Regions from separate parts of the Zea mays genome. Here regions 1 and 3 are each linked to region 2. The links are chromatin contacts, called in public ChIA-PET and Hi-C maps. All regions are on one chromosome and are shown on one strand. The core of a region is the stretch at or near the end of the contact, and the rest is flanking DNA. Distances in the headings are between cores, read along the strand shown.

What was found. A called contact is a pair of places that touch in the nucleus more often than the background predicts. ChIA-PET counts read pairs in DNA pulled down with a chosen protein or histone mark.
Region 1: a Hi-C map of leaf shows a contact between it and region 2, with 7 times the contacts expected there. The contact joins the promoter of LOCLOC100383387 here to the promoter of LOC100193694 in region 2. A contact is called at or near these places in 2 of 25 Hi-C or Micro-C datasets (leaf and tassel).
Region 3: a contact with region 2 is called in an RNA polymerase II ChIA-PET map of seedling, with 4 times the contacts expected there. The contact joins the promoter of LOC100273352 here to the promoter of LOC100193694 in region 2. A contact is called at or near these places in 7 of 25 Hi-C or Micro-C datasets (bundle sheath, ear, endosperm and 2 more) and 1 of 3 datasets of contacts at active chromatin or transcription factors (seedling).

Annotation. Positions count from the first base shown.
Region 1 is chr4:237,777,352-237,780,051 of Zm-B73-REFERENCE-NAM-5.0, forward strand. It overlaps LOCLOC100383387, which reads right to left and starts at 1,338. Exons shown (of 10, transcript NM_001176042.1): 1 at 1,034-1,338. The coding sequence starts at 1,096.
Region 2 is chr4:237,919,933-237,922,632 of Zm-B73-REFERENCE-NAM-5.0, forward strand. It overlaps LOC100193694, which reads left to right and starts at 1,321. Exons shown (of 15, transcript NM_001358863.1): 1 at 1,321-1,664. The coding sequence starts at 1,529.
Region 3 is chr4:238,158,236-238,160,935 of Zm-B73-REFERENCE-NAM-5.0, forward strand. LOC100273352 reads right to left here and starts at 1,354. Exons shown (of 1, transcript NM_001159432.1): 1 at 370-1,354. The coding sequence starts at 1,349. The coding sequence ends at 744.

The DNA.
Region 1 (2,700 bases), core at 88-2,587, 140 kb before region 2:
TAAATATTGTACTGAGGAATGATTTGACTGCCGGCTCACAAGCATACCATTGGAAGTTATTAGAGAAATCCACATCGAAAAGGGGCTTGTAAACTACACTTAAAATTTTTCACCCGTTTACTCAGGCACTAGTCCAAACTGAATAGAATCTTCCTACGGCAAACGAGTTTCAGGTAAACGTTTTTTTTGTGTTAAAATTAGCAACAGCAAAAACAAAAGCCGCGCACTGCTTTTGTTTATTATATTACTCCACTAATTAAGAAACACAGTAGGTGGCCAATTTCCAAAGCTGTCGGTCGTTCGCCGAGTAAGAAACCGCTCCACGTTGAACCACTACCAAACAAATAAGAACTAGACAGTTTAAGAACCCCGGTTGAAACAAGAGACACAAGGGAAGTGGTGGTTAGAACACCGAATCAGCACGCAAGAGCGCCGGGCCAGAACCTTTAGCGCTAAAATCGTGTGATAAAGGCGTCGTGGTGGTGGTGGTGAGTTGGTGACGCGGAAGCGAGGGATCCACCATCTCGGAGACGGAGCTAAAAGGTAGGCGGCTGCTGCTGCTGCTTCAGCGGAGAGCAGACGAAATGCAGCTTCACGAATCGCGGGTCGCAAGAGCAAGCGGGGGTGGGGTGGGGGGGCGGCCTTGCCAAGATTCCGCGTCGTGGGCTGCTGTCTGATTGTTTTATAGGGCCACAGTAAAAAAAGATGAATCCATGAGCAAGAACGAAAGAACGTGCTGAAGCTGAACCGACCAAATGCCGCAACAGAGACGGAAACGCAATGCGACGAGACACACGAAATACGATTACGACCGGGGGGGGGGGGGGGGGGGCACGAAATTTCAAGGGCCCAATCCCTTCTCCCTCCCTCCCAAACCACCAGCAGATACCACCCACCGAGAGGGCGAGAGCCGAGAGGACGAGACCCAACGCTAGCAAGAACAGGAGAGAGGAAAATTCGCATGGGAGCGCTGGAACAGCCGAGAAACAAAGAATCGGAGCGGAGGAGGAGGGGGGGGGGACGTTGTGCGGACCTTGCCGCCAAAGGAGATGCGCTCGACGTCGACCGACACGACGGAGCCGCCGGAGTCCCCCATCTCGGGCGCCGCCTCCCCTCGACGCCTCAGAGGAGAGATGGCTGGTCCGGCCTGCTCTGCTCAGGCCCGGCCCCTCCTCTTCCTCCCTATAAATTGCCTCGTGCGCCCCTTTCTCCCCCCGTCTTCTTCGCCTGTGTTGCCGTCGCTTATAAACGACGGAAGGAAGCAAGGGGGAGGACGAGCCAGGCGCGCGGCCTCCCTCCCTCTCCTCTCATTGTTGCCTTTCGGGGCGGAGGACTGCCCTTTCACTGTTCTATATTCGCTCCGCCATTCCTGCACTTCCCTATTATTGCATCCCAGCCCAGCCCACCCGTTGCACATTTGACTGCTCGCTTCATTCGCCATGTTAAACAGTCCACCATCCCTATCAAAGACGGTAGCACTCCATCCTATATGTAATAGAGAGATTCTTTCTACGCTCATTTATCTATTTTAATATTTTAAACAACAGTTTTAGTAAAACTAAAATATATACAAAGAGTATAACAAATAAGTATACAAAAAAATTAAAATAAAATATGTCTTTAATATAGATATTTACGTATAGAGGGAGATGTATAGGATGTTGCTGGAGAGAAATGTGATATATAGAGGAAAAAATCATTTGAGAAGAATGTAAAGAACAGATATAGAAGATAATACTGGAGACATTGTGACTAGCTAGTGCATAGGACAAAACTAGCATATAGCAAGTTGTTATTATTAATAAAAAATGATAAATGCTTAGTCCAAACAAAAATATGCGAGTTGCCATGACTACACCACCGTAGGGTTCGACGGTTTTTATGGTGGTAGAAATAGGCTTTTTGGAGAGCCTACGACGATGGTGGTGGTCAAGACAATGACGGAGGGTGGTGGTTGCCATGACTACATCGTACATCAGGGTTCGAGAGTTTTCGTGGTGGTAGAAAGAGGCTTTTTTGGAGAGTGTATGACACCAACAGCGACAGTGGTCAAGACGACGATAGAGGTGTAAGCGGTGGAAAGCCACCCATGAAGCAACGGAAAAAGTCAATTTGACGACGCATATGTGGTAGGAGCATTGGTCAAAAGAGGAGGAGAGTGAGTTTAACATAGTCGTAGAGGTGTAGATGCATCGTCCTAAATCGGGAAGTTTTGGAGGTGAGGGCGCTTTTTGTGTTGAATCTAAAAAAGAGGAGGCTTAGATGGAGGTGGTCACAGTCAAGGGTGATGACTGAGACGACAGGGCAGATGCAACGGTGTTGACAGTGTGAGGCGATGGCATGGGCTGTGTGGAAAGGAGAGGATAAAATGTACATGTCAAGCCCTTTTAACATACACGTGTGACGGGTGGACGATATATAGTGGGTCCCTAATATTTTTTCCTTAAAACTAAATTATTGCAAATATATTCTTTAAAGTGAAATAAATAAATAAATAATAAGCGGCACCTAGGATATCTTCTAGTATATCATTTTATCGCTCTAGCTTTAGTACTATAGCCACACTATATCAAGTAGCCAAAGAAACTTAAGTTGACTGAAGTCCTAGCAGATAAGGCCTCAAATATATTATGTTTTTTTGGAACATGTGTTTCCCTAGCCAAATGCATTTGACTTAACGCTCAAACAATGTCCCCGCTA
Region 2 (2,700 bases), core at 71-2,570:
TTACGTAATACAGGTATTTTGAGGACCTTCGACAATGTATGCCTCAACAATAAGTTTAGAGAGTTTTTAAAGAACTAGAAAAGATGTTATATTATCTTCAACAACTTACTCAAGATATATTTTATTTTATTTTATTTTATTTTATTTTATTTAAGTTTATAAACATTATATTCTATCTTATATTTTCTATCCTATCATATCTATACTATACTTAAAGCACCAGTTTCAACGGTCGTCCTGCGTCATCTTTTTACAAATAACCCCTCACAACTATTTTAAATTAATCCACTGCACGTCTATAGATGGCCAAACGACGCCCAGCACGGGCCGCACGCGGGCGACAACTATGGCCCAGGCACGTCATGCCGGCCTACTGACTGTGTCGGGCCAGCCCGTTAGCCCGTCGGCCCATTTAATTAAATCAGCGTAAAATGTTAAAAACGGTGTAGGAGGTGGGGTTCAAACCCATGCCCTGATGGAAGAAGGATATGAGATACTGGTTGAATCTGTCTAACCAGTAGAACATCATGCTAAGATGTTTTTACTATTGAATATAAATTGTATATATGTATATACGTTTTTTGTAAAATAAAAAAATAATCGTGTCGGGCCAGGCTAGCACTACACGCCGAGGCTACAGCCCAAGCACGACATGACGTTCTTGGCTCTTACAAACATTAGGTCGTTTCTGAGACCACATTGGCGCAATGGACTACATGTTGTTTGAGGTTGCTGAATTAGATGGAGCAACAATGATTTGTCACACTAACGACAAAATGAAAGAGTATTTGTTGGTTTTAAGCGTTAGTAATTGCTACGAATTAGCATAATTTATATGTAGCACATCAAATTTTTATTGATGTCTGACTTTAGCAATCACTCCATATTTTGATCTATCTTTTTTATAAGTTTGACTTCATGTGATTTATTTTAGAAACTTGAGCTCACAAACTTTCTCTTATTCGGTCTTTGTATGGTGGAATTATGTTATTTTATAATATTTATTCGTCCAGTCAGTCGTTGTGAACTCTCTTCTAATCGCTCACTTCATTAGCCTTGTTGTACCAAAACATATTGTATGGAGTAAACAATAACATCAGTTAGCCAAATAAAAAAATATCATATAAAGAGTGGAGACAATCAATAAAAATCTTGAAATTTTTTTTGATGAATAATTTACGTGAATGTTGTTGTAAGTCGTCGAAACGCACGAGCAACTGACTGGTTTAACTTTATAAACAAGGTAACATTGTATGTATGAAATAGTGTTTTGGTATCGATACGGTAAACACGGCGCCCCCGCTCGCACGCTCCTTCCCACTCAGCAGCAGCACGCGCTCTGCTCCCCACGCCAGCACGCCCGAGCCCCGAATCGAGTCCCCTACCCCATCGATCCCCGCCGCCCGCCTTTCCCCGCCGCCCGCCTTTCCCCTACCCAGCTCTCGGGGACCTTCTCTCCCAGCCCGAGATCCCTCCCCACCGAGATCCCGCGCCGCCATGGTGTCGTGACGGCGGCGGAGGCGGCGTCATGGAGCGGGAGCCCAAGTCCCCCGACGACCGCCCTGAGCCCGCTGCGGCGGCGGCGCAGCCGCAGCCGCAGCCGCTGGAGTGGCGGTTTGCGCAGGTCTTCGGCGAGCGCGCCGCGGGAGAAGATGTGCAAGATGGTAATAAATTCAACCGGCCGCTGGCCTCTTCGGATCGGCCCAGTACCGTCGTTCCCTCGCGAGATTTGGTCGGTCCGGTGTGTTCCGGAGAGGTTTAGCGGAACCATCCCTTTCGTCGCCACGGGTGTCCGGGGATCGCCGGGGGTTCCTTGGGCCGCTAAACCCAATGGGTCGTGGCTGGCTTTTACGGTGGTTTGGGTGTTGAAGCGTTTGACTTGTTCGAGTCGGAGGAAGTGCTATGCGCAGTGTCTTAATAGGGATTCAGGACTGTTTATTACTCCTTACACCTCGACATGTTGAGGTTTCTCTACTGTGTCTGGTTCGAGCAACTACTTCATGTGGTGGTCTTTGTCGTGTAATTTAGCTCCAACAGATCGGTACTCTGGTAGTTGTGCTTCAGTATTTGGCAAATGTCTATATGTGTTGGGATATGCATTAAAGTTAGAAAGCAGAATGGATTTATTGAAAATATTGCCGTTGTTATATAGGTGTGGCAGTGGAGGGTCCAAAAGCTAAACTTTTTTTCATAATTTGTTGAGGGCTTCTGGTAGTTGATTTTCATTTCCTCGAGGTTTTCATTAGCTCATGGGATTATCTAGCAGATAATATATGCGCTTCTGGCATCTGTCTACCGTAGTTTTAATCTTTAGAAACTTTTTTTTGTAGCTGGGGCTGTCATTGCTTTTATGCTGATGCCTTGGAGGGTCTTAAACTTAAACCTTTTTTCATAATTTGTTGAGGACTTGGGGTTGTTGATTTTTGTTTCCTCGAGATTTTTGCCTGCTCTTGGGATTATCTTGGCAAATGATTTATGAGCTTTTGGCTTCTGTCTACAGTATTTCAATCTTTTGAAAACTTCTGTTTGTAGCTTGAGGCTGTCATTGCTTCTGATCTGTATGCCTTCTGTAGTGTCCTTTTAAGCTTAAGCTGTCTCTTAACATTCTGAGCATTTCATATTTGGTAGGGTTCAGAAGTGTGCCAAGTGTACAAACAATCTGTCAGTTTACCTGACTTCCTCCGGATCATTTACTAAATA
Region 3 (2,700 bases), core at 104-2,603, 240 kb after region 2:
ATCTGCTGGCTGATGAAAATTCTGAATCCTACTGTGACACCCCCGTTCCATTTGCGGTATATATGTGCTGCCACAAATTCAGACCTTCTTCCTGACACGTATGATGCTGCGTCACTGTTTAGTATGGCAGCAAAACAAACTAGGGGTTGATTTGATGATCATGAATCCTAATCCTCTTGCTATTTAAATTTGAATAGTAAGGGTATTCCTCCCCCACATGTCTCTGATCACCAAATCAGTCTAGAGCACTAGACGATGGAGGAGCAGGTCAGGATTTGATCACTTCACCGGCTTCTGAGATACAGTTACAATAGTGAATCCGAAGCCGGCCTTTTCAAAGAGGCCATCAACAGCAGTCTTGCCTGTAGTAGTAGTAATAATTTACAGAAATCTTATTCTATACACACATATATACATACGCAGCACCTATATTTACATAGACCAGAGTCCAGATATCTGTTCTGTAAAGAGGAGTAGGACACCCACAGCATGAACTTCCTCCTTCCCTCACAAGACACGAGATCACTCACCAAGAGAAGAAGCTCCACAGCTCATGCTAGTATGCTACTACATACAACCAAATCCATCTCCTAAAGATTAAAAAAACTCCTAACTCCAAGAACAAGTAACAGGAGGTACTGGTGCGGCGGTGGGCATGCAGTGCACCAGCTCATATGGTAGACCGTACCGTAGTAGTACCACTCCGATAGGCCGGTGGGCACGGCGATGGAGCTGGCGATCGATCACCACCAGCCGTAGGCCGCGCCGGAGCACTTGCCCTTGATCCAGCTGACGCCGCGGCGCACCGACTCCCGGACCTTCCCTTCCACGCCGTACGTCTTGTACACGACCAGCCGCCGCCGCTGCACCTCGGCGTCGTCCGCCCCCGCCCGCAGCTTCCTCCTGGGCGCCGGGACCGCGCCGGCGGTGTCGTCCATCGCGGCGAAGGACGGGGCGTACCCCCTCAGGTTGACGGAGCGGCGGTTGGCGGAGGTCCAGTTGGTGACGCTGCCGGAGCGCTTCAGCTGCCCGCCGGTATCGGCCAGGGTGGGCCCGTAGGAGGCCGCGTAGGAGGCGCTGTAGGAGCGCAGGTTCAGCCCCGGGGCGGCCCGGCCACCGGCGGCGGCGGTGGGGCCGCTCTTGGTGCTCCCGGCCCGCTGCACGGGCGGCGGCGCCGGCGGCGTGCTCCACGAGCTCACGCTCCTGGCGCGCTGCACCGTGGACGGCGCCGCTGTCGTCGGTCGCTCGTAGGAGGCGCTGTAGCTCCGGAGGTTCATCGCCCCCGCCCCCGCCCCGGCGCCGTACTGGCTGCCCCTCTCCGCGCACGACAACGACCTCTCCATTGCCATCCCACTCTTTCTCTCTCTGCGACAACGGACAAGCAAGCAGCGCGAGGAGAGGAGGGGCGGGAGGCCGCCTCTTTATGATGGCCGGGTAGCCAGGTGGCCCGGGAGGCGTAGAGCAGCCCGTGAGAGGCTGGCTTTCTGAGCCGTCGGATGCAAGAACCTGCGTGCTATCGACGGTTATTAGTATCCGTCCTGCAAGCTGTCGGATAGGAGAATTGGCAGCTGAGATGGGTGGGGGACGGTGCTGCTCAATTCTTCGTCGTGGCGATTTATGTGACATTTAAAGGCTGTCGATTCGGGATTTTTGTTCGGCTTCATTGCCAGCTGCCCTAGACCCCTAGCGCATCGTCGAGCAAGAAGCTAGAATAGTAACTGCACCTTATCCTTTTGCTCCCTGCACATCCAAATTATAACAAAATTCTTATGAACCGATAAGGGCTTGATCATAATATCTACAATCTGAACCTTATGAAACGACCCGCACACCAAGTTATTGAGTGGAGACATGATCGGATGATCATATACAAAGTAATAATCGACATCCACGTGTTTAGAGAACCGATAAAATATGAGGTTGGCACAAAAATAGGTGACTGATGTTATTGTCACACCCGTATTTAAAGCGAAATCCAGATACATCTCATATGTGCGTTATAATCAAGTCCACACATATAATGACTCGGTGTATAGAGACGAATATCATAATCTTTATTACATTACAAGAATGTATTACAAAATAGCTAATGATAAATTAAATTGAACTAAGATAACTATCTCGACGACGCCATAGTTGACTAGGAGACGACGCCTAGATATTATAGGTCAATTGCTAACTTTGAGCTACATATTAGGCACTAAAAATGGATGACTTTGACTCTTTAGGACATGAAATATTATTAAGATGCATAATCAACTAAACAACTTGAGACGAGGGGTAACTAACATAAGCATGTTATTGGGTGCGACTGGTAGATCAACCAATTAGGGTTTGTTTGAGGGTGGCACCATCATATTGTTTGAGAGAGTACATGCCTCCATCATAATGCCCCTCAAGAAGACTTATCCATGTTAATGAATCCTTTTATAGAAAAAGACATAGATAAAATTCAAAATAAACATTGATATCACCTGAGAAATTGTGGACAGAGATGTGTTTGGCAATGTCGAGTGTCGGTGCTTTGGGTCCGACCGCACACCCGGGGTTGCCCCTCAAGGTGTTTTTAGGAGTAGGACGGTGTCGCCGACTGTAGCTAAATGGTTCGTGCCGGATGCACGAGGAACAATGGACAATGTTTACAGGTTTGGACCGCTTGGAGATGCGTAACACCCTACATCCTGGTGAGAATGTTTTACG